Linked DNA regions of Mus musculus: region 2 is linked to region 1. The links are chromatin contacts, called in public Hi-C maps. All regions are on one chromosome and are shown on one strand. Each heading gives the region's core, a stretch centred on a gene start, on an enhancer-like site or on the middle of the called end of the contact. The rest is flanking DNA. Distances are from core to core; before and after follow the strand shown. Region 1 overlaps Med27 (mediator complex subunit 27). Region 2 has its middle 27 kb from the start of Gm30761.

What was found. Hi-C and Micro-C count contacts between places; a contact is called where the count stands out from the background.
Region 2: a Hi-C map of the N1E-115 cell line shows a contact between it and region 1, with 3 times the contacts expected there. The contact joins two enhancer-like sites. A contact is called at or near these places in 1 of 39 promoter capture datasets (the SN4741 cell line), 1 of 15 datasets of contacts at CTCF or cohesin (stem cell-derived epiblast-like cells), 9 of 484 Hi-C or Micro-C datasets (the N1E-115 cell line, cerebellum, cerebral cortex and 2 more), 3 of 115 datasets of contacts at active chromatin or transcription factors (differentiating embryonic stem cells, embryonic basal ganglia and embryonic stem cells) and 3 of 9 other capture datasets (adipose tissue, macrophages and pancreatic islet).

What each region holds. Positions count from the first base shown.
Region 1 is chr2:29,366,991-29,372,017 of GRCm38.p6, forward strand. All of the region lies in intron 2 of Med27 (mediator complex subunit 27), which reads left to right. Among named protein-coding and RNA genes, the nearest start is that of Med27, 23 kb to the left of the region's middle. Within about 2 kb of position 2,406, at least 6 of the 459 cell types and tissues checked have an H3K27ac peak or open chromatin away from gene starts, as enhancers often do. A contact at or near this core is called in the N1E-115 cell line, where this site is marked.
Region 2 is chr2:29,571,141-29,576,167 of GRCm38.p6, forward strand. No RefSeq gene overlaps it. Among named protein-coding and RNA genes, the nearest start is that of Gm30761, 27 kb to the left of the region's middle. Within about 2 kb of position 2,636, at least 46 of the 459 cell types and tissues checked have an H3K27ac peak or open chromatin away from gene starts, as enhancers often do. A contact at or near this core is called in the N1E-115 cell line, where this site is marked.

The DNA of each region.
Region 1 (5,027 bases), core at 1,156-3,655:
GGAGAGTGGTTGACGTGCTGGGAGTTAAGCCCACATTTTACAGTGAATGTTCCGCTCTGTTTATCAGACTGCTGCAACCACAACAATGTAACTTAAAATTACACAGATTAGGCAGCGGATAGCTTAGCTAGTAAAGGGACCTGAATTTGATTCCCTCAGAACCCTTTTTTATTTGTTTATTTATTTGTATATATATATATATTTTTTTTTTTTCGAGACAGGGTTTCTCTGTGTAGCTCTGGCTGTCCTGGAATTCACTTTGTAGACCAGGCTGGCTTCGAACTCAGAAATCCACCTGCCTCTGCCTCCCAAGTGCTGGGATTAAAGGTGTGCGCCACCACTGCCCAGCCCAGAACCCTTTTTTAGAAAGCCAAATGTGGTAGTGCATACATGTAATCTCAGCAGTGGGGAGGCAGAAACATGAGGATCCCTGAGGCTTGCTGGCCAGCCAGCCTGGTCTGCTCGGTGAGTCCCAGGTTAGTGAGAGATCCCATCTTAAAAAAACAAGGTAAGTGCTACCTGAGGAGTGACATATGATATCTAAAGTTGTCTTTTGGCTTCCACAGGTATGTACACACACACACACACACACACACACACACACACACACACACACACACGCACACACTCTGTGACAAATCAACTTAACTTGCAAACTACTATCAGCATACATGTAAAAAACTTACTCTCCAAACAAATCTATAGATGTAGACATGATCCCAGTTCCATCAGTGCATCCCTTCTGGATCTCACTGGGCTGCCTAAGACCCTGCTGTAGGCTCAGGGCAGGAGCAACAGAAGTGTACTGCAGTAAGATGACCTCGTCTTATTGGCCCTGGCTTCCTCTCTCTGCTAGAGAATTCATTTCCAAAGTTGAGGCTCATCCTGTGTCTCTCAAGACTTCACCCAGGCTGCTTTGCGCCCATCTTTTCTTTTTCTTTTAATACCTCTTAATGCTATGGGAATGGTTGTCTGTCAGAAAGGGTTTGGTATTGTCATTTAGTCGATGAAGATGGCCAAAGTATCAACAGCTGTTAGGAGATGTGACATTTCAGGATATTTTTCTCTGGAAAAAGGAATATTTCAAAATGTTGAAGTTGGAATCTCGAGCAATACATGATTGGCAGAGTACATGACACTAGGAAGCACTGAATGAAGGCTCTGCAGGAGCAGGAAGCGTGTCCTGAAGGTTCCACAGAGGCATGGGCCACTGCTTTGGGGATGGACCAGCACGCCCAAGCGGTGTGCAGTGCCTTTCCCCTGAAAGTGCCACTCTCCTGGCTGGTATCGGAGAAAGAGCTTCCTGAGCTGGATGTAGTGTCTGTCACAGGGTCATGCTCTACCGTCTGGCTTCATGGCAGAGACCGGATTCCTCCTCATACCATTCTTACACTAATCAAGTCATGTCAAAACAAAACCAAAAACAAGTAGAGATCAATATTTTAACTGCTTTTGTTAATGATTTTCTACCTTGAAAATGGACTTCTTTTCTAGTTCCTCAGGTAGCCCAGCAAGGAGAGCAAGTTCAACACGTGACCCTGGCTAGGCTGTGTGGCTCTGACTCTCAGTTTCCACATCTTTAACTAGGGGCATCATGGTTCTTACTGTATCAGGGCTTGGTGACAATTCCAGGAGCTAACACTGGTAAAGAATGGGCATGTTAGCTCTTACCAGTGCAGTGATGAGATGTGTTCCTGGGATGTCTGTGCTAAGAGTGTTGACCTGTGTTACCCACAGTAGGAGCAAGGGGGTAGGGTGTGGGAAATCAAGTGTCCCAGGAACACCGTACAACAGATAGGATGCCTGAGCTGTGTTGGCCAAGGCATATTAATGGCTGTTTTCTGGAGGATTTATTTCCATCGTCATGTGCAAATGACTGTGGGAGTGCAGGCTGTAATGGACCTTGTGTTTAAAGTTTCTATTGTCTTGGCTTCGCAGAGCCCCGCCTAGGCCCGCCCCTCAGATTGCCTCTCAGGCTCCAGAGGTAGTGTGTCTCTTCCTCCCATTAGCTGTCAGCTCTGATTTGGTGACTGTGAGGCCTGGCCTCAGAGCAGTTGGCAGATTGGCCTTAGGAGATGCTAGGCACTGGAGTTTGCCAGCACAATTTGTACTTTGATTAATTTATTTAATCTAACTATCTTGTATCAACCTGCAAGGATAATTATGCACAAATTACTGTTTAAACTGGAAGCTTGTCTCCCCTCCTGAGCCCCATGCTGGTCCATAGCTCTTCACCGAAGTCTTTTTGAGAGTGTTTCTTATTCTCTTGTCTTCCCCGAGATACCGGACGCTCCGAAGTGAATACTCTAGTCTGAGTTAAAAGCTGTTGAGAAAAGCAAAGCACTGCTTTGGATTCTGATCCCGTTCGTCTGTCTCTCGGGCAGAGAACTGGCTCTTTTATCTTTGCCTGTGAGTTCAATTCCATTTTCTCCCAGCTGTAAGGTTTTGTAGCTGCCTGCTGCTGCTTCAGTCTTTGAGTCAAGTGGGATTTTCAGAATGGGACTAGAGCAGGTTCCTATGTTCTTTGCAAGCATGGGGAGGGGCTGCGAGTAGCATGTGGGGGCACCCTCAAAGTTGGTTCTGTTTTATTTACTGCATTTGCTGATTATAAGGCATGCCGTTCTTTTTTTTTTTTTTTTTTTTTTTTTGAGACAGGGTTTCTCTGTATAGCCCTGCTGGCTGTCCTCGAACTCACTTTGTAGACCAGGCTGGCCTCGAACTCAGAAATCCGCCTGCCTCTGCCTCCCAAGTGCTGGGATTAAAGGCGTGTGCCACCACCGCCTGGCCATGCCATTCTTTTTGTGCTGCTTTGAAACCACCAGAGAAGGCAAGACACGGCCAGATAATTCTCAGAACCCCCTGATGGTGGGAGACATTGCCATGTCAGGTTTTAGGATAAGTGAATTATGACTTATTGATGATGGGGGTTGGCTATGCAATCTTAGCTTTTTAGGCAGTTTCACTGAAGCTGTGAAGAGGTAGGTATTTTTGCTGTTGTTCTTCAATGACCTTCAAGTGAGCTCCCAGATTACAGAGAAATGAGCAATGAGCCTTGCTTTTGGAGGTAGGAAGAGGGAGACCAGTCCCTCAACCAGCACACACACACACTCTGCTTGAGAAAATGGAAAAGATGTGTGGTACCTGTAGCCATGTGTCATGTCTGACTTTGAAATGAACACATTCAGCATGTTTTCACTTGGTTTCATAGAAGGTTTTTCCTTATAACATTTCTGTACAAGACTAAATTCTTGATATTAAAAAAGATTCTTAGGACTCAGCAAACAAGAGCAATTGCTTGGATCCGGAAGACCCAAGTTAAGTTCCCAGCACTCATATCAAGAAACTCAACAGCCTCGAACTTCATCACGAAAAGCTTATCATTGCAGCTAGTTTTTCCCCAGGGCAATTCTCTTGAGCCCAGTCTCCACTGCTGTCCTCAAGGAGATGCTGACTAAAGGGAGGTGGTAACAATGTGAGTCTGAGGGAAGAAACTTGGGAAGTCTTTTGATTTGGGACCACCTGCTGGAAAAGCCCTGTTCCTGGCTTAATTTGCTGGTCACTTGCTGGTTTGGTTTCTAGGAAACGAAATCCAGCCTTCTCATTGGCTTACATTTATGCAAGTCTAAGTAAGGCTGGATGAGGACCCATTGAAGTTACTCCTGGTTATTTCAGGCAGGAAAAAGCTGGCTGCAGGTGTAAGAGACCACTGGATCACCATACAGAGTGTGGGTGTGGTCTGTGCCAACTGTGGTTCCTCCTGGACCACAAGCACTTCCACACCTTTGAGTGTGGTAACTACACGTGGAAGTAATTAATAATAGTAGGGCGAATTTCGCACTCTTGTGTTTGACCTTTGTTCCCTGGGGACTTATGAATCAACTCCTTTGAGCATGGCAGTCCCTGTTGGTTTGCCAGATGAGGATGCAGAGGGTCAGGGAAGACAGACCAGAAGCCTAAAATCAGACAGCACTATGGTGGAGGCCTGCCTCCTCTCCCCAGACCGGCACCAGCCCTCTAACCCTGTTTGACTTGGTTGGCTTTGGATTCCATTAGGCATGCATTCTGAGGCTCACGTTTACCTATGGCTAGTTCTTTTAGTAAGGGTTACATTTACTGGGCATTTACTGGAACTAGAGGGAAGGCCATGTATGACTCCTAATGGCAACTCTAATGTGGGTCTTGGCTTCTGGGCCTCATGACCCCCATCCCTGTTTCATTGTGTCTCTGTTGGCTTTTCTGTCTGTAGTGGTGGAACAAGGTTTCCCTGTGCTTCTGAGGTCACACCTCTTCAGCTTAGTTGAGGAGAAAGAGAGAAACAGGGAGAGAGATTGAGATGGGCTACCATCTCCAGGTGGAGAGAGTCCAAGAAGACACAGTGAGAAGAAACCCCTGAAGCCCTGATTGCTGGTAGGATTTGGGATCACTGCTGGGGGGTAGCCAGATTAGATATTGAGGTGCAGCTCGAACTAAATCTTGGTTTCTCCGTGTGGTTGTTGGGACTAACAAAGGCAAAGACGCGCAGCCGCCGGGTTAGCTCCCTGTTTACCTTTATAGTAAAATCATTCATTTTACAGTGCTGTGGGCCCAGTGAAGGATCTTTTGATTCTAGTTTTAAAGAGAGGATTGGTGGTCATCTGACCCAGCACCCTCATTTCTTGTTGGAACAGGAGATTGGCTGTAACATAATTATTAGCCAGGTGTCAACCTTTGTTTTAAAGCTCTAATCTTCCATTTTCCTGTTAGGATGGCACCAACTGGGGACTGTGCAGATGCACAAAGATTTATTATTGCATCTTGCCTACCTGCTCAGTGTTTGTTAGAGACGGAGTAAGGAGGTGTGAAAAACGCTGGCACTTGTTCTCCCTAATGAGGTTACCTTACAGAGGCGTGAGGTAAACAATATGCCCTGGTAACTGTGGTGGGAATGTGAAGAAATGCTGTCAGTTTTATCTGAGAGAACAGACTTGGAGCACAGCGCAGACGTGACGAGCAAGCACATGGACTCAGGTGCCAGGTTTAGCCTCTGG
Region 2 (5,027 bases), core at 1,386-3,885, 200 kb after region 1:
AGACACCAGGGACCAGTTCCACTCAGTTATTCCTTTGTTCTCCAGAAGACCTGGGGGAGACAAGGGCAGCATCAAAGGCTGTGGAGAGTGGTTCTTTAGAAACTAAGGGTTTTCTGATGTGGTGAGAACCCCTGAGGGAAAGATGCAGGGTGGGCTTGGGGAACTGGGGCCTGGGTGTCAGAACATGAAGCCTGCTGCTTTAGGACAGGCTAAGACAAGGCCTGGTTAGCACAAGAAACTGCCTGAGGGGTACATCTCAGGGAGTGGGGTGTGTGTGTGTGTGTGTGTGTGTGTGTGTGTGTGTGTGTATGTGTATGTGTATCTGTGTATGTGTCTCTGTGTGTGTCTGTGTTTGTGTCTGTGTGTGTGTGTCTGTGTGTGTGTCTGTGTGTATGTCTCTGTGTGTGTCTGTGTGTGTATATATGTGTGTTTATATGTGTGTGTGTGTCTGTGTTTGTGTCTGTGTGTGTGTCTGTGTGTGTGTCTGTGTGTATGTCTCTGTGTGTGTCTGTGTGTGTATATATGTGTGTTTATATGTGTGTGTGTGTCTGTGTTTGTGTCCGTGTGTGTGTCTGTGTGTGTGTCTCTGTGTGTGTGTCTGTGTGTGTGTCTGTGTGTGTGTCTATGTGTATGTATATATGTGTATGTGTGTGTGTGTGTGTCTGTGTGTATGTCTCTGTGTGTGTGTCTGTGTGTATATATATGTGTGTTTATATGTGTGTCTGTGTGTGTGTGTCTATGTGTATGTTTATATGTGTATGTGTGTGTGATAGTGAATAGGCTTTGCTGAACACCCTGCTTACTCTGCTCACCCACCCTGCAGACTCTGAGAGCTGCACTGTCCAGGGAACCTGTGTTCCACGCTGTCTGCTCCAGAGCTACTCAGAGGAAGCAGCGCTTCTGCCTGGCTGGAGTTTTGCACACGCAGATCCAGGAAAGAATTGATTTCCGCTTATCTTATCTCCCCATCAGGCATCCACGCCTCAGTAGTCTTATGATTACTTCGTGTTGCTGTGCCTGTTCCCTGTCAGCATCAATATATTTCTAATTGAAAAGAAATGCAGGCTTATAAAAACATGTGACCATACAAACGCATAAATGTGCACATGCATTCACACATACACATGCACACACATGTACTGATACACATATGCATGTATAACATCCAGGCACATACAATCATGCATGGCCTAGCTCAGTCTTTGGGTAAATGATGTCAGCTGACACCCTCACAGAGCCAAGCAGTCCCTTGATAAGTGGTGTCTAAGACTCACCATCTCCTGAAAAGTCCAGACCCACGACTCTGAATGTCCCTTTGTCTCTGGGGAGTCTGTACCACTTTTAGAATACACCAGGGTCTTTTCAAAAGAAAGCATAGAAGATAGTGCCATCTATTGGTGGGGTCCCTGGTCTGGATCTGAGCTGTGTTATTATTTTCTAATTCTCTCTCTTAAACTTTCTATCATAGACTAATGGGTCAGTGTGTGTTGTATTTGTGGCTATCTGACCCAGTCCTTATCATAATTCATAATGCAGGGCATGCAGTGGCGCTCAATAAGTGTTTTGGACATTAATGCCATTCCTAAGGTATGAGAATGTTGTTCAGGAAAGGAAAATAATACAGCCCTCTCAGCTCCCTCCCGGTAAAAACTCATGATTCCCCCCACTCTCTAATGCTGGTCCCTCGGTGACACAATTTCACCCCAAGTCAGTGGCAGAATGGGTTTCAGTTGTGGGTCATTGCCATGCCTCAGAGAGACTAGCTGGTGATTAAGAGCTGGCCTCTGGGGCCAGACAGACCTTCGGTTGAACCCTGGTTCTCATGCCTCTATGGCTTAGGCAGGTTACTGGATCCCTCTGGGCCTCCTATTATGACGGTGACACAATAGGACCAGCTTTGCAGATTCCCTGTGAGTCTCCAGTGAGAAATAGCACAGAAACTGCCTACACAGCAGTAGCCCTCACTCATGGTGGCTGATGGTGCTGCTGCTGATATCCACGCACACAGCAGCCTTGGCTCTGCTGCAAGGACAGAGAAAGCAAGAGCCAGGTCCCCTGAGAGCATGCAGCTGGGAGGGAGGGAGAAAGAAAGAGCTGAGAAAGAATGCCTTGGAAAGTGTTGCTTGCTAAACTTAGCTCTGAGGTCAGAATGGGGTCAGAGGAATGAGAGGCCAGGCTGGGCTGAATGAAGTAGTCAAGAGAGGCTTCCTGGAAAGGTGTGGCCAGGCAGGGACTGCTGGGGTCAGATGATGAGGCAGGGCAGCGGAGTACAGCAACAAGAACAAAGCAGCCTGCAGAGAGCTTACAGGCAAGAGGAACGACGGTAGGTACAGTCAGAGGGTGAAGACCCATGACTGATTTCACCTTTGCTTTTAGGATGGCATTAGGGACATAGAGAGAAAGAGCATGTGTCCCCAGAGTGATAATAGTTTAGTAATGGCAGTATACTAAACTGCTCCCTCTCCAGAGACAGCTAGCAGTTGTTTCTTTGTGGAGTGAGAGGTTACTTTCACACTGACCCCTGTCCTCTGCCACGTCCTTCTCTGGGCTCCAGACTCCCTGAAAGATGGTAGACAGTCTTCCGTGGCACTCAAGCATAAGCCCCACATCTGAGCCCAGCCAATAGGGGTTCAGCACCACGGACAGCGCCATGGCCTCACATTGAACTAAAAATGGCCAATCTATGCTGTGGGGGTGGAGGGCACACCCAGTTGCAGTCCCAAGCCACAGACAAGTTCCAGAGCTCAGGTCTCTGGGCTCCAATGCTTCAAATGCTGGCAATTTCCCCCCCATTCCTGTAAGAGCACCCCTAAACCACCGTCCACAAGACAGGGACCACTCCTGTAGCTACCTGCCTACTAGAGCCCCACTCCTTCCCTCCCACCCTCTCTGTACTTCAGATGACTCTATTCCACCAGCCTGCTGCTTTCATGGGTGCACAAAAGGCTGCATATCAGAAATCTCATGTGGCTCAGTCTAATATTCGCTCCTTTGAGAGCAACCCTTTCTCCTGCCAGGCGCCTGCTCCCTCTCACAGATTTCAAGCCACCAGGTCTGGCCAGCATGACCTTCTCCACCCTCAGCAGGCTAGGAAGAACTTCCCTTCCAGGGAAACTGCCTGCTCAGAGGTGGCCCCACCGAGCCGGCCCGGACCTCATGACCTCTGCCACAGCTAATGAATACAAGCCACAAAGAGCAAAATAGCTTTGAAATGATCCAGGATACGGAGGCTGCTCGGCGGGCGTGAGCACACAGTTTCATCAGAACATTCATGGAAGGGAATTAATCAGGAGGCTGGACAGAGGCTCCCTTGGTGGGGAGGGGCAGGAAAGTTGACGAGGTTTGGGGGAGGGGTGCTCTGTCTCAGTAATCAATGCTGGAAAGAATTCTGTGAATATCAATGACCTAACCGCATATGGAGGCTGGTACGAGCAGAGCCGAGTGGGAAATGCAGGGTCTAACAACACATCAGCTTCTATGGCTGCAGACAAAAAAGGCTGCTGCATTCATTCATTCATTCATTCATCCACCCACCCATCCATACATTCATCCCTCTGGCCCATCAGTATCTATGGAGAACCTCTTGAGTCCTGGGTGCTGGCATTGGTGCAGTAAAGACAGGTTAGGACTGGATAGCAAAGACATTTGGAATTAAGCTCAGAGAATCTGAACTTTTAAACTACTTTTTGGGTTCCTCCTGTGTCTCCCAACCTTTCTCATTCATGACCAATATTGTATATTTTGTACACACACACCCCTACCAGAGGAATAGCCACACAGAAACAGGGAGGGCAGCAGAGTGATAGAGTCAGTAGCCAGCGGCTTACAGAAGCCTGAGCCCAACAAAGGGGCATAGAAAGCTCTCTGATTTGCCCTGTCAACATCTTGATTTGATTTTGGATTTCTACCTTCAGAACTAAGAAAATAAATTGCTATTTTGAGAGGGCTGGAAAGACAGCCTAGCAGTTAAGAACACCAGCTGCTCTTGCCAAGGATCAGGGTTTGGTTCCCAGTACTAACATAGCAGCTCACAACTGCATATACATATACATATAAAATAAAACCTTTCAAAATCGCCATTGTTCTAAGCCATCCAGTGTGCGTGGTCATTTCTTACAGTAAGCCTAGAAAATAGCACATTGTCAAAAGCTTTGGTCCGAGGAGTCAGGGAGGACCCCCTGGAGGAGGTGACATTTCATCAAAGACCTGACCCCTAAGGGATGTCTCACAGTTTGCAGCTTCTCAGAGAGGGGACAACAGGTGGAAAGGCCATGAAGCGAGGAGCACCTGAGGAGAGGGCCCAGAAGGCTGGCACAGTGCGGGGGACAAAGAGATGCCAGATGCCTCCCAAGAGGTGAGCAGTGGGGGACTGCAATGCCCAGAGAATGAGATGCGGCTTCAAGCTTGGAGAGCTTAGGCCTCATCCCCATGGAACCAGAGTCCTGCCAGCCCCTGACCTTCACAGGCACCATGCTATATAAATATTAGTTCAGAAGTCCAGGTATGCATGTGTTTGGGGAGGGTGTCTGGCTCTGTGTATCATCTGGAATGTGCCCGCTGCCTCCCGAGAGAGCCGACTCTCATTCTTCGTTGTCCCTGCGTCTGCCCTGGGTCTGTGTGAGGTGACACCCCCACCTGAGTTCCCCAGCATTCCTGTCCCCCGAGTCCCTCACATTCACAGAAAGGCAGCTTTCTCTCCTTTGGTCAACCTCAGACTGAATTAAAATAGCATCGCGACAGAGCATGTCAGACTCGCCCAAGGAATTCCGAGTCTCTGGTGACTTCATTAGCTCCGGCGCCTTCAGTCATACAGCCCCGATGCTTTCTCTCCTGCCCACTCCCCCAGCCCCACAGAGGGGTCTCATTAGCTGGGAAATAGGATCCATTTAGTAGTTCCATTAACTCCACACTTCTAACACGTTTTGTCTCGGCCTTTCTTTCTGCACTGCCCTTTCCTATGATCACAGGCTCTCCACTCATTAGCTGAAGGGCTGCTCACCTTCACGACTAGAGACTGCTTCTCCCTC